Linked DNA regions of Mus musculus: region 1 is linked to region 2. The links are chromatin contacts, called in public Hi-C maps. All regions are on one chromosome and are shown on one strand. The core of a region is the stretch at or near the end of the contact, and the rest is flanking DNA. Distances in the headings are between cores, read along the strand shown. Region 1 overlaps Tmtc1 (transmembrane and tetratricopeptide repeat containing 1). Region 2 overlaps Tmtc1 (transmembrane and tetratricopeptide repeat containing 1).

What was found. A called contact is a pair of places that touch in the nucleus more often than the background predicts.
Region 1: a contact with region 2 is called in a Hi-C map of cerebral cortex, with 2.6 times the contacts expected there. The contact joins two enhancer-like sites. A contact is called at or near these places in 1 of 15 datasets of contacts at CTCF or cohesin (pro-B cells), 5 of 484 Hi-C or Micro-C datasets (Th1 cells, cerebral cortex and embryonic fibroblasts) and 1 of 9 other capture datasets (embryonic stem cells).

The regions. Positions count from the first base shown.
Region 1 is chr6:148,418,392-148,423,157 of GRCm38.p6, reverse strand. All of the region lies in intron 2 of Tmtc1 (transmembrane and tetratricopeptide repeat containing 1), which reads left to right. Among named protein-coding and RNA genes, the nearest start is that of Tmtc1, 24 kb to the left of the region's middle. Within about 2 kb of position 1,332, at least 13 of the 459 cell types and tissues checked have an H3K27ac peak or open chromatin away from gene starts, as enhancers often do. A contact at or near this core is called in cerebral cortex, where this site is marked.
Region 2 is chr6:148,232,007-148,237,017 of GRCm38.p6, reverse strand. It overlaps Tmtc1 (transmembrane and tetratricopeptide repeat containing 1), which reads left to right. Exons shown (of 20, transcript NM_198967.5): 20 at 1-4,588. 4732416N19Rik (RIKEN cDNA 4732416N19 gene) reads right to left here. Exons shown (of 2, transcript NR_015615.1): 2 at 1,355-1,762. Among named protein-coding and RNA genes, the nearest start is that of Gm52483, 11 kb to the left of the region's middle. Within about 2 kb of position 2,762, at least 23 of the 459 cell types and tissues checked have an H3K27ac peak or open chromatin away from gene starts, as enhancers often do. A contact at or near this core is called in cerebral cortex, where this site is marked.

The sequences.
Region 1 (4,766 bases), core at 83-2,582, 190 kb before region 2:
TGGCCAAAGTGTTGGTCATATAGAAGGCTAGAATGATGTTACATTTTGACATAGTTGAAGGGCTATACTGTACTTGGGGGCAGTTATTACAGGAAAGATCAATTGAATGTGCAGTTAGAGTTTTAATTCATCGGCTGAGGAGAGAGTGCATACACAAGGCAACCTTGGACAGTGTGATCAGGAGCTGATCCAGGTTAGGTTAGAGTCTTAAAAAAAAAAAAAGGAAGGGAGGGAGGGAGGGAGGAAGGAAGGAAGGAAGGAAGGAAGGAAGGAAGGAAGAAAGAGAGAGAGAAAGAAAGAAAGAAAGAAAGAAGAAAGAGAGAGAGAAAGAGAGAAAGAGAGAAAAAAAGAGAGAAAGAAAGACAGAAAAACAAATCCTATTAGTAACCTTTAAAATGGGGTTTCCAGGGGTTTTGTGCTAATACAAAAATCTATAGTAACACAATTAAAGAGGCACAGGTGTTGAAGGACTGGGAGAAGGATATTGGGTAGGCACTTGAATTTGCAAGATTAAGGAGCTGTGGACCACAGGCAAAGAAAGCTGACCCAACATACCATTTACGCTATGGAGCAAAATGGAGTCTGCTATTTAATTATAGATTGAAGTTCGGGTTTCTAGGGAGGAGGACAGAGAGACAGAAGAAGTGATGCACTTCACAGACAATTAGTGATAAATTATTAAACATGCACAGTAAGACATAGGGGGCCTTGGGAAATCTCTCATCTTCATTAAACAAGACTACACATGGACCATATGTTATGCTATTCCAGGAAGATGGAGACTTTAAATTTGGATGGAATTTGGTTTAGGTGCACTGACGTGATTGTGTGTCAGCATGTCAATGTGGTTTACTTTGTAAGTGAGGCAGTTAGCAAATAGATGATGAGTCCAGGCTTGTAGATGCTGGGAGATCATAGGGATTCCTTCCACAGCTTATATTCACAGAAAACCCAAGACTAGACACGCAAATAGATGCAAAAGTAAGACCCAGAGAAGAGAACAGTTAATTCAAATGTAAGCACACAGGACACCTTAGTTAGTCATATTTTTCAGCAAGCATTTGAAAGCATGCATATGGTGACAGCAGGATTGTGTTCTGCAGGGCAGAGAATGAAGAGGGCCAGACTACCTCATTTAAGCCCTGGAGTTTCTTGGGCAGGTTTCCCAATATTGTATTTCTTTGAAAATTTGTGCTTTTCTGAATTCTGAATCATGGAAAAACAGCAAAATCTGGAAAATCATTGTGATTCTCCTATGAACATTTACATCTGGTCAACATAGCTATCTCTGGTTTGCCAGACTGAAAGCGAGGAAGCCGGCACACAGAGTGGGAAGATTAAAGCCAACATGTCTAGAATCAGAACAGGAGGGCTCAGGAGAAAATTGGCTCTGATCTAATCAGCCGGTCTGGCTCCTGGCTGTTCCCACATGTTCCATTCACGTTCCTGGCCACGTCTGAGGCTAATGGAGCTCATTCTTGCAGATAAAATAAATATTCGTAACTCTATACAGAGTCTACTTATACAAACCCTGTCAATAGCGTTCCTAAAATAACACAATGTAACCTAAAGGCTAATGAAGTTCTAATGGGCATTTTCTGTGTGTGGTTTTGTTATCCTGGCTGACAGGTCCACATATCCATTACAGCTCAGACACCCATAACCTGAAAATCTCAAATTCCAGATTCTCCAAAGCCTGACACTTTAAATATTGTCATGATGTCACAACCAGGAAATTCCTCACCTGCTAGAATGTGACAGGTCACAGTTGAAATGTGGAGATAATAAAAGTGCTCTATAAGGTCACCCTCAGACTTTGTATATAAAGTATATGGAAATAGAGATGGAGTTTGTGTTCAGTCCTGGGTCCTATCCCCAAGACATCTCATTGCCTGCACATGAAGATATTCTAAAATCTAGAGAGAGAGGGAGCGAGAGAGAGATGCATAGAAAGAGACAGAAAGAGAGATACAGAGAGAGACAGAGAAACAGAGACTCACCTATTTTAAATTCTATTCAGTCCTATTCACTAGCACTTTCCAGCATTTTAACAGTGCTTTAATGTAATACTCCCTGGTGATGAAGGCCTACAGCTTTTGGCTGAGAAAGGTGCATACAATTCTACTCACCATGAGCTGCCCAGTTGCTTTTTATGTCAGGACACTGGTGGGTTCAGCTGCCATTGCTGCAGCAACCCACCTATACCTCCCACCTCTGCTGCCTGGCATCCTTCGGCATTCTCGCTGTTGACCGCACATGCCCTGTCCCTATGTTATCCCCCTTCCAGAACCACTGCACGCCCTCCTACGCTCCAAGAGGAATGCACGTTAGTGCCTTTCCCGGTCCTGCTTCATGGCCCCCAGTCTCAAGCTCCTTGAAATCTTCCTTGCCTCTTCTTTAGCTGTCAGATTCGGAGCCAGCCCTTCTGTGATACTTCCTAGACCCAGTGGCCAGAACGAAGCTTTACTCTTTTCTGGCAACAGTGGCTCCGTGTATCCTATTTAATACCCTCTTCTGACCCCAGCAGATGTTAAAGTCCTTGAGGCAGGCAATTGCTTTCCAGTTGGCATAGTACCTTCTAGTTCTCGCTCACTGGAACAAGACCACAGTGAACGAACATGATGACATTAACTAACAGAGCCACAGGAAATGGTAACTGTAGCCAAGCAGTTAATAGGGATGGTCACTTTATTTTAGATGTCAAACACTTTGCCCAAAGACCTCAGCTCAACGGGAGGTACAGAGTAGGCATGTACTGTGTGCTTTGTGGTTTGGCCTGGAGAGGGGCCTGTTAATATCAGCACTGACACTGTCACATCCTCTATTAATTTCTGCTAACGGGACTCTACATTATGATGCTATTGTTGAGGTAAGTTCTTACTCTCTAGCCCAGGCTAGTTTTGAACTTATGACCTTCCTCCTCAGCCTTCCAGTGCTGGGATGATAGGTATGAGTCAGCCCGCCCAGCTGCTATATTTGTTATGCATTTGTGCATTCAGCTGTCGTAGTCTTGATCTTTCCAGATTGGTTTACAGTGAGAAACAGGGTTTCAAGACACTTTAGAGACACTGGTTAGACTTGCCTAACTTGTGACTGCTATACTCCACCTTGCTATAAGCTTTGCTGTTGGCCACATCATTCATTCTGGGATGAGCATCTATCCCTCCAGGTTTGCCCCACGACTTCATGACAGGTTAGGTGGGCTCTCTTCTTAACCTTCTTGAATTCATGCTCACTTAAATGCTCTAGGACAGCAGTGGCCACTAAACCCATCTGAGCCTCACATGTGACTTGTGCGATCATCACTCAGCTGGGACCTTATACCTCAGCGTACACTGTCACTGCCTGCCTACCTGGAGTCATGTAGCTTTGTGGGGAATTGCAGGCTGGTCTCCAGTCGAGCTGAGGTCTGAACCCCGATGGTCATAATTCACCTACATGACACGGTAGGCGTTCCCTCATGCTCCTGGAACTCTGGCCCCTGCCTAAGGTACCATCTCTCACAGCCCCCACAAGAGAAGCATGGTCACATAAGCAATGGCCCAAGCTTCTGACCTTCAGGCTAAACTCCTCCCCAGTTACCTAGCAACAGTGAAGACCATAAAAAGGGGTACTCAGCCCGAAGCTCACTCTCTTATTCCTTTGTCCTCTCACCTCTCTCCTCTCTCACTTCTCTCTCCTCTTCCCTTTCTCTTTCTCTTCTTCTTCTCTCTTCTCTCTCTCTCTCTCTTCTCTCTCTCTCTTCCTCCTTTCTACCATCCCTCTTTCCCCTGCATTTCTATAATAAAGCTCTAAAACCATAGAGTCTCTGCTCTGCTCCTTCAAGTTCTGCTGTGCACTCTGGTCAGTGTTGGGAACGTCTTCCCTCTTCCCTCTCTTCTACAACCCTGGTGGCTTTAGCAAAGTAGTTCTGGGGGGGGGGGTTCCCAGGCAGGGCTGCCCCTTGACCACCCCCTAAAGAGTGGGATAAAGGAATGCCCACCCAAGGATAAGTGGATAGGGTAGATAGCGGCCCTCCCGCGCCTGACTGACTAGAGAATAGGGAAACTCTGGCGAGGTGTGGGCATCTTTTTCCTTCTGTTCTTCCCCAGGGACCCCTCCTTTTTTATTTTGTTTCCAACATAGCTTCTCTAACATGGCTCTCAAGTTCCTTATAGATGAGCCAATTAGTGAACACTGCATGCGGTCCAAGTAGCCATGTCAGATCACAGCTTTTAGCTCTGTGCTGCCCTTGAGGTTCTAGGTCTGTGTCCAGGAATCTCAAGGTATAGGATGGACTTGAAGTTTCCCTAGAATGTAACCAGCTATGAGTCCATATGTATACATAGATTTTATATAACTGATAGACATACTAAGCTAGCCAATAAAGTTAAATAAACATACCATGCAGGTAACTTTTCAAATGAAAAGATAGTTTCTATTAGCCATACAGATTCTATGCTGGAGTTAAGAGTTCTACCCTTCTCTAAAACCCATTTGATGCAGCACCTTCACATCACCTCATTGGCAACTGCAGTCAGGTGTTAACACATGAGCTAGGGACTCAGCTGGATTTCAGAAGTCAGGTGCTCTCTTCCATGCTGACACCACCAGCTCTGTATAGTGTGCTTATAACATGGTTTGTTGATGGCTCACACTCCCTGAACCCATGGACCCTTGGGTCTTCTCTGATGTAGGTGACAATGTTTTCGAGTGTGAGTGATCAGCCTTACTCATGTCCCACATAAACAGCTCCTGGCCCATCTCTTCCTTGGAAGTTTTGTTGG
Region 2 (5,011 bases), core at 1,513-4,012:
TTGCTCAGGTGTGGAGCTGTGGGCTGCACTCCTCACAGAAGTGTTAAAGGGTCTGTCCAGGGAAGGGCTCTACTTTATTCTTTTAAGATCAAGACTTATGAGATTTATTGTTTTTGAAAGATATATTTGAGCACTAAAGAATCTTTACATTGTGTTACAGAATTCCTCATAGACTCTTAAGTTGAGGGAAAAGAGCTCTGTCATTGACTTTTGAGATTTACTGAGGATTCTGTATTTAAAACACAAGTGAGTTTGGAGACTTTGTAGAGAATACTCTAAAACTCTAGGATGAAGTCAAAATTCATAATTTTTTAAAAATATATTTATATTTAAAAACAAGGAAGACAAAGTTGAAATCACAATTTGACATTATTTTTAGTGTTATTTATTGTATAACTTATAAAATATTTAATATATATCCATAATTCTTGTTTTTTTCCTCTGTACATAGTCATTTTGATAGCAGCTCTCAAAACCAAGCATATGAAAATTGCAAGATAGGAAAGCTTTCACAGTCTCCCTAAATCATATTGGTTATTTGCCAATAAGACTAATGGAGTTAGGGTCAGCTCAGTGTTTGGGGAGGGAAGGATTTGGAAGGGCTTATCACTGAAAACAAAACACCACAGGCCATGCAGGTCCTGATGCTGAGCCAGCCATCACACAGACATGACAGGTGGAAAGCAAAACCATCTCACCAGTGCAGCCAGGCCCGAGGGAAAACCCTCTGCTGCTTACAGCCCAGCATCAGGATGCCGTGCCTCTGTGTGCTGTTTCTGAAGCAGATAAGCTGAAGTAAATGGCTGGAAATGTATTTGGAAAGGCATGGCGAGGGAGTTGATCCAACACACACCTGCTTTTTGGGGGCAGTTTTTTGTCACCTGGTTTCTGTCAACATTACCTAAATTATCATAAATTGATCTAAAAACTTTTTTCCATCTAAGATATAAATCTTTACTCCCAAGGTCAAAAAGTGTACTATAGTGTTTATTATAAAATAATTCCTAGCCCCTAAGTTGGATGGCAGGGACCCTTGGTAAAAGTCACCTCTTAGTTATAATAGTATTTAACAAAATAGATGCATTAAAAGGTAATGGAATAGATTGAACTATAACATTTGACAGGACTTTGCCTTACAGAAAGCACTTCAGGTGGTCTCAGTATACACTTGCTAGAGTAATTAAAAGGCAACTACAGCGTAAACCTTTCAGAGGAGAAAAAGCCACATGACATCTAGGAGACTGCTTTATCTGGGCCTCTCTTCTTTCTCATTTGTCTCCCCACTTTGGCATCTCCTGAAGCAGTTAAAAATAAGCACTGCTTACAAAGAAAAGCAAAATCAGCTTGCTTTGTTGGCCTAGATATTTTGGATCCTTTATTGAAATGAGGCAGTGAGATAGTTTCCATGGTTGAAATGTTTCCTGTGAGAAGATCAGTTGCAAACCGTTTGAGTGTATTTTGTAACATGCTATTTGGTCCTTGTGACGTGGAGTCATCTTTATTACAGTAGAAACAGAGCCTGGTGTCTCATGAAAATGCATCTGCTTTGCCATCAGCAAGCTTGTGCCCCATGGTAACTGGAGAGCTGTTCTGACGCCTGGGGGCAGAGCTGGCTTTGTCCTAGCAGGGTCTCATCATGGGTACTGAGACTCAGACCCAGGACCTTGTGCACTCCCTCTGAGCTCTGTCCACAGCTAAATTTATTCTTCATGTTTTTTGTTTGTTTGTGTCCAGCCCTGGGTCTCAGAATTCTGAAGTATGCCTTAGGTAGGAAGGAGACAAAAAACAAATCAGGACTTGCTTTACCTGTTCTGAACCCCAGCATAGCATTCCTGAAGTTCTTCTTTCCTTACACAGAGCCCTTAACACACATCCTTGTAGCCCCTCCCACCACCACCATTCCTTTTCAGGCCTGTCCTTCATCGTACCTAGACCCAGCCAATGTCATGAAATCCACACATGTGGCAGTCCATTCATGTGCCCATTGACATAGAAGTTATAGGAATGGCTTGGGGGTTATTTGGTTAGGATTTTTCAAAATGATTCAGATGATACAATGCCATTTATAAAACCTGATTTGGTGGTAGAACGCAGGTGAATAGACCAAAAATATGGAGACCGTGGGGAATAGTGCTCTTTGAGGCCTGGGGGCCCTTGTTTGTTTGTGTGGTTCTGGTGTTGGAACTTCATGTATGCCAGGGGAGCCTTCTATCACTGGCTACTAGTGACATCTCAGCCCTGGAGTTGTTTCTTTTGAAGTTTTGTCTACATTAGTATGCAGGTTCTCTTTTGAAGTCTACAGCAGAATTTCACAGGCTTTTTGCAGCTTTCAGCCAAGACTAAATAAAAATTCTAAACCACACTGTAGAAGCAAACCTGAGGTGACTAAACTGAGGGGGAAAAGAAATTAAATGTCCCATTTCTTGTGACTGTTAGCAGACAGTTTATATCCTGCTTACAGAGCAGCATGGGTTGGTAGGGAGGTCCTCCCTCCAGCACACGGTCTCCCAGCACTGGCTGCCTTTAGAGAACTAGGACCCTTCCTCTGGTGCTAGCAAAGTCCTACAGGGCTGAGCACTTTAAGGAGGTTTGTGACTTTTACCAAGGGGATGCCATTAAAATGACAATTCTATTTCTAGATTAGACTAAAATAAGCCAAAGAATTCTAAAGAATGAGTCATTGCCCCATGGGTTGGTTAACGCCATTACTCCTAGACAGACTGGGAGGTGGCTGAGTGGGGTGGCTTTATGCTTGTGGCCACTGGACTATAATTTGCCCTTCTATTTAGAAAATGCTTGGGTGTCAGATGGAGAGGCACCACCTTGCTACGTGCATGTACCAGGCAAGGTACCAAAGATAACAAATGAAAAACAAACCCATGATTTCTTTGGGCTCTTAGAAGGTGTCCAAGGCTCAGTGCTTGCCTCTGCCTCTCTCCCTCTTTCTCTCTGCCTGGCACAGACACTGGGGCTTTGTCATTTAGTTCTTGATTATACTTACTCAAACCTGTTTTGTTTTTTGAGCCAGGTGGTGGTGGTGCACACCTTTAATCCCAGCACTTGGGAGGCAGAGACAGGTGGAACTCTGACTTACAGCCCAGCCTGGGCTACAAGGTGAGTTCCAGGACAGCCATGGCTACACAGAAAAAACAAACCAACAGCAACAACAATAACAAAAAAACACACACTCATACAAACACTTTTTAAAAACAAGAATCATAAGCAAAAATGCCTTTCTTTTCTGTCTGTGGTGGGTCCACCCAGGAGGAGAAGCCTTCAGGAGACTCCTGACAGTAGTGGTACATGGCGAGTACCTGTACTAAGGAGTTGGCTTGTTCTTGCTTTCTTATTTTCATATCACAGTTTCCATTGTAGGTTGTCATTTCCCAAATACTGCAAAGCCCAAGTATCTAAATGGCATCCTTTTACAGGTAATACTATAGATGTCTGTCAAACCTTACTCCCAGACAGCAGCTATATAAGCTAAGGCTATGGAATACCAAAAACAATGTCAGAAATATAATACTTGCCATTATTCCGAATTTTCAATTCAAAGCATGTTTTATAGTTCTGAAAACACTTCTAATATTTTTGTTTCTGTGAGCTCTTTGTTCTGAGAGAGCAGATAAATAACTATAGTAAAACCGATGGCTTCCTATCAAAGTGGGACCACAGGATAGAAAAAATACATGAAGCTGTCAGTTGACTCATTAAAATATTCCATTTTGATCATTTGGACTCTTCTGATTAAAGCCACCAGGACATGTAACTTTAAAAAGAGACAGCACCTCACAATGTGTGTAGTCCTGGTCTGATGTTGTAAATGTAGGTAATCAGCTGTTCCTAACTGGAAACATCTGCATGCAGAGATCAGAATATCTCCCATTGGCACACACACTATATTCATAGCGAATCTGGAAGTTCCTAATGTGCATATCCTTTGGGGGTTCTTTAGCTGTTGGCCCATCATGGGGGCACACTAGTGCAAGATTACTGCTTCAGAGTTCTAATCGTAGAGTCACTCTGAGGAGCTGCATCGCTGAGGCAGGTTGGTCTGTCTCAGTGGAGTTTGTCCCCCGTGAAGTACTGTCCTGTCCATGATCCTCTTCAGTGCATTGAAAAGCACTGCTATGCATCTGTGGAGATAATGATTTGGCCCCACTCCTATCATTCTCGGTAGTGTGCACCACAACCACAACAAAACACAAACAACCCCCGGGAGGATCAGGTTGCCCGGGTCTGTAACATGACAAGAATAGTAACCCTTACTTTACAGTCTATGTGCTTAAAGTTCTTGTAGTGACCCTGTCACTTTCCTGGGAGCCCAGGGTGCTGAGGTGTCTCCAGAGGCCAGGGCTTGTTTTGACTGTGTGGAAGTCACTGTGTTTGCTGTCAGGACCTTGTTCTTTGTTCCCTCTGCTCAGTGTTCCTATTTTGGGTGATTGTATATAAATGTACACCTGCATTATTTTTGCTATGCTGCTTAAAATATTTCTCCATTTAAGTCTGACTGTATACTTTGCCTAAGTCTTTCAAAAATAAAATTTATGTAAATGTCTATTTTATATAAAACATGGTAAAATAAGAATTCTGTCTGGCCTCAGTCTCTCAGGTTCTCTGATTAGATTCCATTAATAGTCTTTTTGCTAGTAAATCTGGGCTTCAAAAGTAAAGGTGGCCTGTCCTTACCTGTCATCCATATCACAAGTGCCTACTTTTCTGCAGGAGACTCTGCCCTTGTCTCCCTTGGCAGACACCTCCAGGCCAGACTCTGCCCTCTGCTGGCTTTGTAGGTGTCTTTGGGCCTTTGTGTGTGTGTGTGTGTGCAAATGGAAGTTAGAAATCAGTGGTTAAGCAGTACCTAGACCCAACACACACACACACACAAGTCCCTCCCTCCCTCCTCCCTACCCCTTCCCTCCTACCTCCACCCCCCCATCTCTGTACTTTACCTCATGCAACTTTATCCTCCCCATTAGCCTCTGTGTTATCTATCCTTCCCTTTCCTCTG